Linked DNA regions of Pelodiscus sinensis: region 1 is linked to region 2. The links are chromatin contacts, called in public Hi-C maps. All regions are on one chromosome and are shown on one strand. The core of a region is the stretch at or near the end of the contact, and the rest is flanking DNA. Distances in the headings are between cores, read along the strand shown.

What was found. Hi-C and Micro-C count contacts between places; a contact is called where the count stands out from the background.
Region 1: a Hi-C map of blood shows a contact between it and region 2, with 3 times the contacts expected there. The contact joins the promoter of BDH2 here to the promoter of NFKB1 in region 2. A contact is called at or near these places in 3 of 5 Hi-C or Micro-C datasets (blood, liver and an unstated tissue).

The regions. Positions count from the first base shown.
Region 1 is chr5:25,266,377-25,273,416 of ASM4963464v1, reverse strand. It overlaps BDH2 (3-hydroxybutyrate dehydrogenase 2), which reads left to right and starts at 3,516. Exons shown (of 10, transcript XM_006126885.4): 1 at 3,516-3,655.
Region 2 is chr5:24,943,673-24,951,130 of ASM4963464v1, reverse strand. NFKB1 (nuclear factor kappa B subunit 1) reads right to left here and starts at 5,351. Exons shown (of 24, transcript XM_014575416.3): 1 at 4,988-5,351.

The DNA.
Region 1 (7,040 bases), core at 2,267-4,766, 320 kb before region 2:
GAAGATCATTGACTCAGGCAGATGTTGTTATTGTTGGCTCAGGACTCTTGCTTGGTTTCGTCCTTGGGACGCTCTGTTATGCGGCCAAAGCACTATGCTTGCTGATTCTCTACACACTACCACCAACCTTTTCTTTTGAGGAAACTCCAGGATCACCATGCTTTGGAACAAGGAGTTGAGATTTGGCAGGGATGGCCTGTGTGTCAGATGCCAATGTGTCCTTTGCTATCCATATGAAAATCTGCCCAAATTTGGCCAGTTTGTGCATGTTCCTTAGAGACTTGCTAGAGCTTTGCAGCTTAATTCCCCACAGTTTCCATGTATTTTGTACATTGTAGCCTGGGGTTGAGCAGAACTCTCCCTGTATTTGAAGATCTGGGCTATGCTGGGTCCAGAGCTGAGACCAAGAAGTCTCTCCTGTGCTTTTGGTGGTGCTCCTTCTGGGCTCAGGCAGCATGGAGGATAAAGGCACCTTGTTTAGAAGGGAAAAGAGTGAAACCTGCCTGGGCAGGGTGAGTAGGCTGTGCTAAGGAGCCTGAAAAGGAAGAGATGATTGGTAAGGCTGGGCAATTTGACCAAAGATTTAAGGGGGCAAGAGAGAGGGGAAACATTTGATGAGCCAGGGAGCAGGAAGAGAACTGTGACTGGACGTGCAAGAAATGTGACATGGAGTTAGGTTAGAGGATGTCCTGAGAATGCATGAGGACCTGGAGATCCGGGAGTTAGTGGGGATGAGTTTTGCGATAAGCAGAAGGGATCAAGTGAGGAAGGGAGGAAAAACAGCTTGGTTGAGGAGCTGTGAACAGGGAACTGTGAATAGTTGTGCCAGGATACTGTCAAGGAGTCCGGAGGATGAGATTTGGATTGACTGGCAAGGACAGATAAGACAGAACTGGATGTGTAGTTAAGAGGATTTACTGCCATCATGGCTCTGTCGATTGATGATAACCAGAAGGCTGCTTGCGTGTGTGCTCGGTGATGGGGGCTGGACTTGATGACCTCCTGAGGTCTCTTCCAGCTCTATGATTCTATGATGTGGGCCCAATGACCACAGCAGACCCTGCGAGGGCCCCCAAAGACCACAAACCAGATAAAGATCAAAGGTGCCCAGCCAGGTTTATTATTAAGCAAAGTACAGTGATAGTTGGCAGTAGACTCTACTGAAGCACGACACACATGTACGTAAAACAATGGCCTCAGCTCAACCAGTGGGAAACTCCCACTGCCCTTCCTCCCCTCCCCCCAAGACACCACTTTATATACAGGTACAAACAAATTATACATCACTGCTGATACGTCAGGTTGCCACACTGTCAGCTCGCCACCCTCTGACACTACTTAAATACCACCCATCGCCCTGTACCTCGTGGTTTGAATAAATCCTCTCTATCAAACATGCTGTCACTTTAGACCCTTTTCTGAACCTGGGTCGGTATCTGTGGGGAGTGGGTACCAAGGCATTTTTTAATGAGCTGATGGTGCTTTCATATGCTTTCAACTTATGACCAGTACCAAATACTGTTCTACACCTGGACCTATTACCAATTAGTGTTTTGCACTCTCAGCCCTGTTCATGCCAAGTTCTGTGAGCAGGAGCCTGCCTCTTGCTCACAGCTTAGCTTTGCTTTTTGTTAGCCAGGTTTTGTGTGTGTTGTTAGCTAGACCTTAGACCAGCCTGGTCTACATTGGCTTATGTTTTATGCCTTCATCTTACTACAGGGCGCACAGTTGGAAACAATGGAGTGAGATGAAGGAGATGAGTGTACAAGGAGTCTGGGACTGGGATGAGAAGCCTGAGGAATTGAGATTGGAACTGGCTAAATGAGAGCAAGCCTGGGATGAGAAGCCAGAGCAGGGAAGAGTACAGGATCAAAAAAGAATCTGTACACGCTATCACATGCATACTCCACTCTAGAGTCTGGAATGGAACCGGCATGCTTAAGTCTTGCTGGTTTTGCTACACCCATAAATGGCCCTGAATCCTTCTGGTAAATTCTCTCTCTCCCTCCCACCCACCCTTGCCTCCAGTGCTGGTCCACATAGAGGATGACAGCTTATTACTGTTACCAATTACTCCATTAGCCCAAATAGCAAAAGGGCTTCATGTGGTGGATCTACAAGTTCTAATGCCTTTGACCAGTCATGTCACATGCTGGCATTTGTTTTGTCAATTTGCTTTAAAAAACAAACAGGAAATTACACCTAAAAAGGTCATTGCTGAGGTTGCCAGCTGAAGTGTTAGGAAATGCCAGCATGGGCACCCATGTGTGACGGCTCAACCAGCAGCATAACCATTCACAAGGAGGAGAGAGCCCCTCATAGTCTGCTGCAGGGAAGACTTTTTTGCCAGCTCCAGAGGCTCTGCATCCCAAAACAACCACTGGCTACTGAATCCGTAACCCTCCCATGTGGTTGTTGGCCCACCCTTACATAAACTGTGTTTTCCCTCAGTGCTCCCTATCACCACAGTCCACCCACAGTATTTTCCTAGTTAATTCCATGTATGAGCAAACCTGCTTACTGTGGCCTTTCCCCCCACACTGATGGGTTGTATCCCACTCAGCCCAAGTGGCTTTCCTCTTCTGCCTCATGCTCATGGATTTGACTGCTTGAGGAGTTCAACCTTTTTTACTCTTCTCCCATTTGTCAGGCAAGCCACCTTACTTTGAAAATCCACTTTTATTGTATTCCCCTGTTTTACCACAGCCTCTGTCTCTGGTGGTGTCTCCTCACCTGGCCTTAGTGATACATTTAGAAGACTGCATAAACTGTTACAGGGCAAAGGTAAGTCTCTTAAACTTCTGCTGGTACCTTTCACCAACTAAGCCTGTCTGGTCCAATATGGCAGCCTTTAACGTGCTGTACTTTTGGGCCTGCTCCTTGCTCAGTGACATGTTAGCAGCTTGGGCTTCTGACACATAAGGGGCTAACCATAGGGCCCTTAATCCTTTAACCCAGCCTGCACCAGTCACAAATCTTTTGAAGATGAGCAAGAACCCTTTGGGATCCGCTTCAGAGCCCAATCCATAGAGTCCCAGCACCACCCTTCCCTCCCTCACATCTTTCCCCATTGGAGGGCTTGTCAGATTCTGTATTTACTGCTGTAGTTGGACCAATTCCTTCACAAACTCCTGAAACACCCACTGTCCTGCCTTAGCCATTCTAGCAGGACTTATCACGCTGTCTGCTAGCTCTCTGGGAATCCGTGAGGCATCCTCTATCTCATTTTGTTGCTCTGTCAGCAAAATGTTGTTGCATATGTATTGTGTATTCTTTGTTCCTTGAACTTGTGGTGACTGATGGATAGTCCATATAAACTGTTGTGGGAAAATAAATTCATTTATGTTTAGTTTGATTTGATTTTTTTTTTTTTTTTTTTTTTTTTGTGGTTTTGTTTTGAGGGGTTGGCTTGTTTGTTTAGAGTAACTTTCAGGCGATGTTGACAAGCTTCTCGAGTGCTAATAAGTGTTTCTATACCTCAAGCCTCACTAGATGGCAGTATTGCAACTTTTCATCAGAGAATAGCGTTGTCTTGAAAAGCAATTTACCAGCTGAACTACAACACCCAGCATGCAGTCCGAAAAATTGTACTTTTCCCCTGTACAGCACTCGGTCAGGTCTGTAAGTCCTGAAAGGTGTTGCTGGAAATCCTGAGGTGGGTGACTTTTTTTACTCAATGCTGTATCTTTCATCCTGTTAGTTTCATTTGGAAAAACAGTCAGGAAAGTTATGAGTAAGAGTCTGAGAAACAAGCTAGTGCATTTATACACTTGTGTGTTCTCATTTCCCTAGTGATTGGAACATGGGTGGTGAGTTGTGGGCCCATGGTTCCACCAATATTCAGGAATGTGGGGCCTGGCTCCACCCATGTTTGAGTCTATATTTTTAGAGCCAGCTGTTCATAGGATGGACTGGGACAATTGTCCTGCACTCCCACTTTGAGGGGCCTTGTGCTTCAGAAGCTGTGGGGACCAAAGCGACCTGGAACAGTAGCGGGGTCGGGAGGGTCTGGAGCTGATAGCAGCAAGCGACTCACCCCTGCTCTGACCCCTCCATCCTCACCTCTTCTCCAGGGTGAAGTGGGATGGACCAGGGCCCTCAGCTAACTCCCAGGTTGCTCTTGCCTCTCCTGAATCAGGTTGCTCTTGCCTCTCCTCACCAAACCTGGTGCCTGTGGGTTGGCAATAGGTGGGGCAGTATGTTGTGCATTAACCCTTTATAGCAGGAGATGTGCTATAAAAACTGGCCTAAATCAAAAAATGAAATGACTGGATACTGCCAGTTCAGTTCCTAATGAGCATCTAGTCTGCCATGTTATCACATTACTGGAGGGGGCTGCACCCTTCATTGCTCATGTGAGTTGAGCTCTGTGCATTAGCCAAATCCTTTTTTAACCCAAATGGGAATGCAGTGATGGGCGGGGGGTAGGCGGCGGGGGGGGGGGGGGGGGGGGGGGGGGGAGCTAGAGGTTGTGCTTGACACTCCAGAGCAGCATCTGGTCCTGTTTTAGAAGAGCTGGATCAGTGGTCTGACTCCTGAACCCTTGTCTCTCGGGAACCGAGTGCCCAGGCCAGTCCTCATCTGCCCGCTCTGGAAGGAGAAATGATGGGCCAGACCCTGTGGGAGGGAAACTACCTTCTCATACTGCTGCCATGGGTGCTGTGTATAGAAAGGGAGGCTCTGCCTCCCCTGGGACCGAATGCCCAAATTGCTGCCTCTTCCTATCCCTATTCTGCGGGCTCCCCCAGCTGGCTGCTGCGCCTGGTGAATAGGAGGGGGATCTAGTATCTTACAAGTGGAAAAGCCATTCAAGTGGTAATGAAGCTATTTAACAGGCATTTGCTAACCCCCAGGTATATACTGTCAGTTTCTGAATTGACTGATAAACTGTGGTGCTTTATGGTCATATTTACTCAGAACAGGTTAGTCTACAGGACCTTAGTTTAAAATCCACATTCAAAATATTCCATTAGTTTGATGCCAAATATGATGATAAAATAACATCTGTTTTTAAAAAAAAAAAAAAACTTGGATAGATTTTTCAGACGCATAAACCTCTGTGACTGCTTTAAAATGTCTATTAGTGAGTTCAATATGTAGTAATCTGGAATAATTAATTAATGAAGGCTTAACAGTACATTTAAAATACAAGATCTTAGAAATACTGATTAAGAAAGCATAAGACGGAAGACCTGCATCGTGTACTGTATTCCATAATATTCAATACTAGCAGACTTACCCGGCATTGCCTGGGTCCTTCAGGACAGAAAGCTGGCTGTTGGGGCTGCAGGACTCAGGGCAGGGCTTTGTGGATGTGGTGGAGGAGTTCAGGGAATGGGAGAGGTGAGGGCTGAAGAGGGATTTGGGGGGGGTCCCATATGGCATGCCCCTCCCCCAACCTCTCCAGCCACCAGGGGTCTTTTTTTCCCCCTCCCTCCCCTGGTCCCTATTTACCTTTCGTTCTCCCTCTCTCCTAGGGAGGTGGGGTGTCTTATTTTTGTTTTCCCTCTCTCTCCCCTCCCCTACACACCTTCCTCCCTGCAAGGGAGCAGGGACTCTCCAACCTCTACACACAGAGCACATGGGCCTGCTGTCCAGGCCCTGTTTTGTTCCCACTCTTCTGACTCCCTGATCACACTCTTCCCCAACAATTAGAAAACCACTTGTTCTCCCCTGACAACCAGTATACCCCAGCCCTTTGTCCCAACATCCTCATGCCCTAGGCCTCCAATAATCCCCCCTGTGTGGCCAGTTTAGCAGTTCTGTGGCTAAATGTAGCAAACGTCACCAGATCTGATTAAAAGTCACAGGAACTTACTGAGGCAAACCATGAAAAATCTCTAACAGACTGAAAACGTTGCTGGATTGAGCGACAAAATTGTTGACTGGCAACAGTCAGGTTGAGGCAGTAGGGAATGGTTTCCCCCCCCCCCCCCCCCCCCACCTTCCATGAGGCTCTTTTTATGACCTCAGCACGGACTGGGGATGTACAGCTCTGCTTAAATAAGCCTGGACGCTGCTGCTTGTAATATGTACTGGCAGAATCACAGAATCCTAGAGTTGGAAGAGTCCTGAGGAGGGCACGGAAGAGCTTTCTCAGCCTAGAGCACCAAATGGGAGCTCTGGAAGATGAGTAGAAATCAGGGTTCTCTCGTTTTTGGATTCTCACTAAAATTAATAGTTTTCTGCCCGTTAATATCTAGAACTTTCCCTGAAGTGCTGGAATTGATTATATTTTCGTAGGCTATCACATTACACCTCGGTAGACAGACCCTCTTCACTCAGCCTATGTGCCAGGAATCCTTCTGGGAGAAGGTCTATCTATGGTCTGTGTTCTACTAGAGCCCAGGCTAGCTAGTCACAGTGGTCCCTTCCGGCCTTGGAATCTTGGAACTTATGAAAGCTACCAACTGGTAAGCATTGCCAGGCCTGCAAATCTTCCCAGGATATCGGGGAGCTTGCACGCACGCATGTTCTACCCATACTGGCAGGTCATAAGTGGGCTTACCCGATCTAAAATCCAGGCGTACAGACTCGCTTCACCTCACTTCTCAAAAGTATATATTATTCATGTCCATTTGAAGGTGGAGCCGGTCAAAGCTACCAATGGGATCTAGATGCCTATTTGCCTACAGTAATTACTCATTTAACACATGCCCACTTAACACATTTTCGCAATAGCACGATTTTTTTTAAGGGAACATTTTTCTAATAACACGACCGTCCCTGAAATAACACGAAAATAATCAAATGGTGGACTACTTTGTGCAGTGGTATAAGTTGGTGAAAACGGTAGTAAAACTCATGAGCGGATGAATACACATGGTCACAGCGCTCCTCCGCTCATGCACGTGTTTATCTTTGTGTTTTAATGAACCGCAGTGACTTGTGTTGCTAGATATCTTGTGTTGCTAGATAGCTAATGTTGACGTTGACTACCCAACACCAACAAAAAGCTGACTTTGCTACCACCACCTGAAACGCAACCCCCACCTTTTCCATTATTTTTAATGGGAAAATTGACTCCACATAGCACGTTT
Region 2 (7,458 bases), core at 4,102-6,601:
ACCCTAATCTAGAGCTTCTACCTCTAAAATTGGGATGGACAAAATAATTCAGAAACACGCTTATTTAGTCTTTGTCCTGTCAGCTGAAATTGCCAACAGAGACAGACCATGATGTAACAAGGTACTTAACCACATACTTAACATAAAACATAGAAGTGGTCCCATGGATTTCAATGGAACTGCTCATGTGCTAGGCACGTGCTTTAGTACCTTTAGGAAATGAAGGCATAATTATTGAGACAAAATTGGACAATAAGCAAGTTCACGATTGGACTAACTTCATAATTAGTGAGAGTTGTGATTACGATTTTGGCAAGTGCAAATTTTTCTAAGTCTACCACACAGTTCATATAGTGGCCATTATATGAGACCTTTAAGGCATAATTTGACTGGGCCAGAGGTGAAAATGACCGAGAGCTGAATGTTTATCTCTTTTTTCATTGCTTTTATAATTAACTCCACTATTTTCACCTTTGGAGCAGAAAACCTCTGCAGGATAAATTCATGACTAAATCAAAAGAAATTTAGATTTATAAACTTCCTTGCATGCTCAGTAAATAAGATTCCCTCTCCCATAATGATATGTTTACCTTTAAAATTATAGCTGTCACAAAAGCAATCTACAAGGGAGGACTGTTTTGTTTTCAAGTCATATCTCATGATACATAGTCTGATAAAACTGTGTGTCCAAAGACCACAGAGGTTTCTGACCAATAGATTCTCTTTGTACAGAAAACTTATATAAATGAATAAAACCATTTGGTTCTCAGTGACTGACCAGCAGCTGACTTGGGGAAGCTGGGGGCAGAGCAGCTGGGGTGCTGCCGGGTTGGTCCCGCAGCAACGCCCTCTCCCAGGCTGTGCAGTTCCCCACCAACCCCTCCCCCATAGCCCTCCTTCGGGTACACTGGCATATCTGATAATCCGGCACCCCCTGGGTCCTAAAAGTGCTGGATTATTGGAAGTTTACTGTACACGGAAAGGGCTTCCAGGTGGTTCTCATGCTCCTAGAACAGAGCCACTGTACATGAGAAACACCATAGGAGGTCCTACCATTAAAGGGCATTTTCTGAGTTTGCTCAATATTTGAGGGAGCAGCATATGGGAAGTAAAAAGGACAAAGCGAAACAGATCAGAAAGGGGAACTCAATTTTTCATGAAAATTCCAATATTTACCAAGTGTTGAGTTTGTGATGGAACAATGCTTCCTATAGTTATCTATCGCTAAGCAATACTGAAGTCATGTAGTCCAAACCAAATGAGAGAAATAAATCAAGCTTTGGAAAAAATATCTAAAATCATTGTGAAACTTCAATATAACTGTAAGAAGTAAGAAAAGTTTAAAAGGTGGCACTAAAACAGAGCTCTCCATCCCTTTCTGCCTCCTCCAATCATTCCTTCCTCATTTTCCCTTTTCATCACAAGCACTCCCCCCCCACCCTGCCAATGGCATTTTTCACAGTGCAAAACAGCTTCAAAGTTCATGAAAGGACTGAAACAGCCAAGGGGCTTCCTGTCAGTCACAAAATTACTTCACTAAGGAAGTTAGTGCTTTTAGACCTACACAACACCACACCAAAATGAAACCAAATCATTCTCAGTTTCATCATCTTAACTCTCTCTAGAACTTATTGACTACTTATTAATGAAACTAATTTAATTTCATGATGACTTTTTTTTGTTGACATGCATTTCTTCCATTAAAAGGGCAATGGGGAGGGGGAACTCTGGGCAGGAAGGGAAAAGAAAAGCATCCCATCTATTAAATTCAATACTGCGATCTGAAATTATTTACGGTTCTTGCAGATTCTTTACCAAAGTTAGTCCATGGAGGGCTAAATAAAAATCCAAGTATATAAATGTTGCGGGCAGATCCTCAACTGGTATGCATTACCACAGATTTGGGGTAATCATTTAAGAAATACTTTGGGAGAGGGAAGGAGGAAGCTGTGTGTCAGCATATATCATATTATATATTATTATATTACAGCCTGAAAAGTTGGGGGAGGAGGGGAGTGAGTGAGGGAGAGGAAGCAGAAGCTATACAGAGCATATAGACCTATGAAAAGCCTAGGTGGGGGGCAAACTAAGGGCAAGGGCAAGGCACAGCACTGCCCCCCCTTTTGCCCATCCCTCCTTAGCTTCATTGACTTGAATATCAATGAATCACAGAACTATGGCAATTTATACCAGAAGATACACATCTGAGTTTTAAAATAGTGGTCTATTTCTAATTTTAGCAGCTCAATTATTGCTCATTGATCAATATAGATGCCAAAATACCATAGATGACAAAATCTTTCTTCAAATATCTTTAAAAAAAAAATCAGCAATAATCTCCTCCTCCCCCCCCCCCTTTTTCTTTTCAAATTACAAAAGTGTGGCTCTAAACCAGAAAAAAATAATCCTTCTTTGGCTAGCAGAATATTTAGAAAAGTAAACAAATTCACACTAAGATTCAAATAATCTCAGAATTGAAAACAAAACGGTCACATTCTTCACCCATTATATCAATTTTATGAAGTGACATTGCTGCACATCTGGGATACTGGACTGGAACATCAAACCCTTTAGTATTATCTCAGATTGCTCTTGTTTGGAAGAAAGAGAGATAAAAAGGACTTAAATTTGTCTATTTGTGTTATCTATAATTTTCCTCTCAAACTTTACATTTTAGTAAGTGTGTGTAAGTTTTAACAAAGACTAGTGCCTTTTAAGAGTTACCATTTTTAAATTGAATACTGAAATGTCTTGTTAATCCAATAGCAATACTTAATATGTAAAACATCAATCCTGAAAACTCTTACATGTGTATTTACTTACCCTTGTGTGGGTAAAGTTACTCATACACAGAAGCATTTGGGGGGGGGGGGGGAGGTGAGAATCAAGGCCACAAATTGTAATTCACCTTAATGCAGTCTCCATTTTTTGCAGAAACTATATACTTTTTTTTGTTCACATGAAGACAGTAACTTAATAATCCTCCTTTCATTCATGTCAACAAATATCACTCAATGAAAAACAATGGAGAGTTAAATCCTCTTAGTTTTAGAGAAAAATGTAACAAAATTAATTAGCTATTATTTTCCATCCGTTGCAATTTCATTTTCATCATTTAGTACTGAATATTCCATTTACTGCTTTTGAAAGTATTTAAGTCTGCTGTAGTATTCCCTATATTTAGAATGGCATTACTGAAAGTATCAGAAAAAATCTTTACAGGATTATATTGTTTTATAGTTTTTAAGAGAACCCAACCAATGCAAAATAGTAGAAAACTTGATTTTCTTTCAGATAAAGAGGGAATTTCACATGTGAAATCAAAGGGACATTTGAAAATTGCTGTATTTTAACACTGAAATTTTGAGCCTCTTCTGTAATTACAAAAATCCTGACAAAGTTTTAAAAAAATCTCTCCCTCCTTTTAGTATTTTATGTAGAGTCAGCTTCTCCCTGGCTTACAACCCTTCACAAACATTAATAAAAGAGTAGAAAAAAATATTTTGAGTTTTTCTTTAACAAAAATATCAAAGCATGAAATTTAAAATGGCTCTAACAGAAACTGGAATGTTTGAATTTGCACAATTGAAAAAAAATCAAGTGGACAGTCATCCTTTAAAGAATATCCACCACACAACATCTAAGGATCACACTTTATTAAAAGCCTAGTGAAGTGACCAGTAACACTCCATTTCCAATCCAGTGACTCCATAAATCAATGATGAAGAAAAACAGGAAAGAGAGTAAATGAATCATATTGACGGACTCCCCTGTACAGGTAAGGGGCCTACACTTGGACGCAATGAGGTTTTCAGAACAAGAAACATGCTACACCTGAGCTCTCATTTTGTAATCCCACCTAGGGTTCAGTACGCTACTGTACAGTATGCCAAGCCACATGGGCTCTAGTCTTAGCACAGGCAACACCTGCTGGGCACCTACTGCTTTGGACCTGCACAGAGGGTTTTACCAATAATTCCCCTTCTTTTCTCTTTTGTTTGCTTTTAAAGCTAATAGCCATCCAGCTCCACCATGGAAAAATAGCTCTGTCCCATTTACTGCATATCAGTCTTTTGGATAAGATCTTATCTCAATACAGTAAAACCTGTGTTATCTGGCATGCTCAGGGATTAGGGTGTTCTGGTTATCTAAAAATTCCGGTTATCTGAGGGTCCCATCAACCCAGGAAAACCCAATGGACAATAATAGTAAAACTCAAGTTTTTAACATTGGTAGTTTTATAGTGTGAGGCAGTTGGTCTCACATTTCTATTTTGAGTTGAAGATGATTAGTACTTCTTAAATAAAAAATTGTTAAGCCAATCGTGGTAAACCAAGCCAGGCCTGTGCACCTGCTGATGTGACAATATTGTGGCTGGGGGCAATGCTGGTTACCAAAGTTTTCTGGTTAACAGAGTGCCAGATAACAAAGGTTTCACTGTAATCATGTTCTGTCAATTCTCTGTTGACAGCTGTACAGTTGTTATGAAAGTTGCCATGCCAAGTGTCAAAAGAAGTGGGGTCTGCTTCCTTGCCCTTTGCCAAAATCGCCTCACCTGACAGCACACTGAACTTTATAGCAGGCTACCACCCTTCACCCAAGAGAGAGCTGGACAGTGGCAGGAGAGAGACAGAACAAGGCCAGAGGGGCTTTCAGGAAGAAAGGTGAAATTTCAATAGAAAACATTATTCTTCTCCCTCACACCCCTCCCCAACCCATACACTCCCAATCAGCTTCTTTTTTTCATTACAAACCCAATGAGGCCAAAATCTGCTGTCAGCTCTACCAATCCGGAGTCACTCCGCAGTGGTACCGCTTCGGCCACGCCGCGCTGCACCTGACAGGCGTGAAGCTCAAGCCGTTTCACAGGCACGACGGACGGGCAGCCCGACCAGGAAGGAGGAAGTGAACCAGCTGGCGAAGGTTTAAAAAGGCACCAGAGGGACTCCGGCCCCGCCAAAGACCCGACACCGAATTCCGTGCTCACCCTCACGCCGGAGTCTCCCCCTTAGCCCCGCTCCTCCTCCGGGCGGGACGCGCCCCGGTGCTCCGGCAGGGAGGGCGAGCCCCGCTCCGGGCAGCCGCTCTGCCTTGCGCTTCGCTGCCGCTTGCCGCCGCCTTTTGCCGGAGTCAGCGCGGCGCCATGTAAACCAGGCTGCGAAGCGGAGCGGCCGCCTAGTCCTCCTCTCCTGTGCAGCCGCCGCGCGGCGGGGTTTTCCCCCTTGTTTGGGCGTGCGCCCCGGGCGGCTCCGTCCCACGGACCTGTCAGCAGCTGCCCTTTCGCACCAGCAGCCTCCTCTGACTCTCTCTCCGTCCCTCCCCTGCTGCTGCTGCTCTCACTTCCTTCCTGGCTGGAAATTCCCACTGACGTTTCGAGAGCGAAGCGGCGGCAGCCGCCGCGGAAGGGTGGGGAGGCTGCGCACGAGAACAAGGCGCTCCAGGGGTGCCTGTGGGGAGCGCAGGTCACTGCTGCCTTCTAACAGGCGGAGCCAGGGCAGGGCTTTGCTGTGGAACCAGCTGGGAGCGAGGATTTGAGTTGGGGAAGCTTTGTGGAAACATTCAGCTTTATTACTTGTATTACAGTGGCAGCCAGGGAGACTAGACAGGCTAGTGGCCCATGGGGCAGTACAACGGAGATACACACTAGCCAAGGGCTGCCCTAATCCCGAGGAATTTACACTGCACCTTAGTGAAATACACAAAGCAAAATCTTCTCCCAACCCAGACACACCCCCAGCAGGGCCAGTGTTAGACTCACTGGGACCAAGGGCAGAAACCAAGGAGTGGGCCTCCACCATGAGCCCCACCACCTATAACTTAGCTTCTTAGGCAACTGCCCTGCTTGCTACCCCTAACACCGACCATATGTGCTAGAGACAAACTGCTCTCTCCCTTCCAGGAAGAAACTTGTAACAAATCCTTAGAGAGCAGGATCTGTCCTCCATGGAAGCAGGGGCTACACCCATGGACAGAGAGAAAAATCGTCCAATCTAGAGGGAGATAGTTGAATACGGGAACCTTGTATTTTTACCGAAAATTCCCATTGTTGCTAACATCAGTTTATCGGTTCCAGTCGTTATCCCGTAGCAGTTAAAAGTAGATTATTTGATTAACAGGGTCTTGAAAACAGCCACTCAGCAAAAGCAAAGCTCTTGAGGCATCCATCCTCCTTTTCTATATGCTTGCATAGCATCTCGGACCTCAGAGCCACAGGTTGGCTGGCCTATGTTAAATAATACACCAAAGCTACCAAGGGAAGAGAATTGGGCCCAAGTCTCTGTAGGAAGTTCAATATAAGTCTAAAATGTAGGGTTCCAGCCAATAGGAGCTGAGAGTTTTTGCTAGTGGGTAAAGGCAAAATCGCCTTCCGTCTGATAGTACACTGTTCTTTATAGCTAGCTACTACTCTTCACCTAAGCCGGAACTGAAGCAGGAAAGCTATATGAATAAAATTGTGAATAAGGTTGCCAGTTTTGATTGGACATATTCTTGGAGGTTTCATCATATAACAATCTTTAATTCCTGGAGACTTCACAATACTCTTGGAGGGGTTGAATATGCTAGAGGTGGATAGACATTTTAATGGAGAGGGAGTTCTGTAGAAGATTGGTTGCAAAGGATAAGATCTGGTTATCCACTCCCTTTGACCTTGTATAGTCATTCACATTCGGCATAGTGGGTGTAATACATGGTCATTTTGATTTGGAAGTACAAAGTGTACATAAGGGGTAAGGCAATGAAGAATCAGGTCCTAGTTTGTTTGCTGTTTAAAAAAAACATTAAATCAAGGCAAATGGGAGCCAGTGAAGGAATCTGAACAGAGCAGTAGCATGTTGAGTGGTAAGAGAATAATGGAAAAAGGAAAATATTTTAGTAACTGTCTTTTTTCTGTGCTTGTACAGCTGCCAATGAAATTGGATCCTAGTCACCTATCTGTGATGTTATGATAATACAAATAATAAAAATGATAGCAACAGCCTTTTGAATGGACTAAAGAGGCGCAAGAAAAACAGCTGATAGACCAGAGAGAAGGTTTCAAAGAAGGTAAGAGATGACCAGTACATGGAGGAGTGTTTTAATGGAAAGGAAACTCTGGTGAGACAAGAAAAAGAACATCCTGACACACACACGGAAATGTTAATAGAACTTTGTAACATTCTGGCAATCTGTGCTAAACTGAACAATTCAAAGAGCAGCATGAAAGAACCCACGTTGCTTTATGCAATGGTTGTTGTTTTTTCTGATGTACAGGAGAATGAGGGGCAACTAGTTTGGCAGGTCATATTTGTTTTTCTTGCTGTTATGGTCTGAGATTCTGGTGGAGGTGGAACTAATTTCGGTGCTGCATATTGTAATTTCTGTCTTTCCTATTGATGGGTCCCAAAGGTTTTTTAGAATGTTGATGGATATTATAATATATTCATAATGATTCTCACACAATTTAATAAATGCTCTACA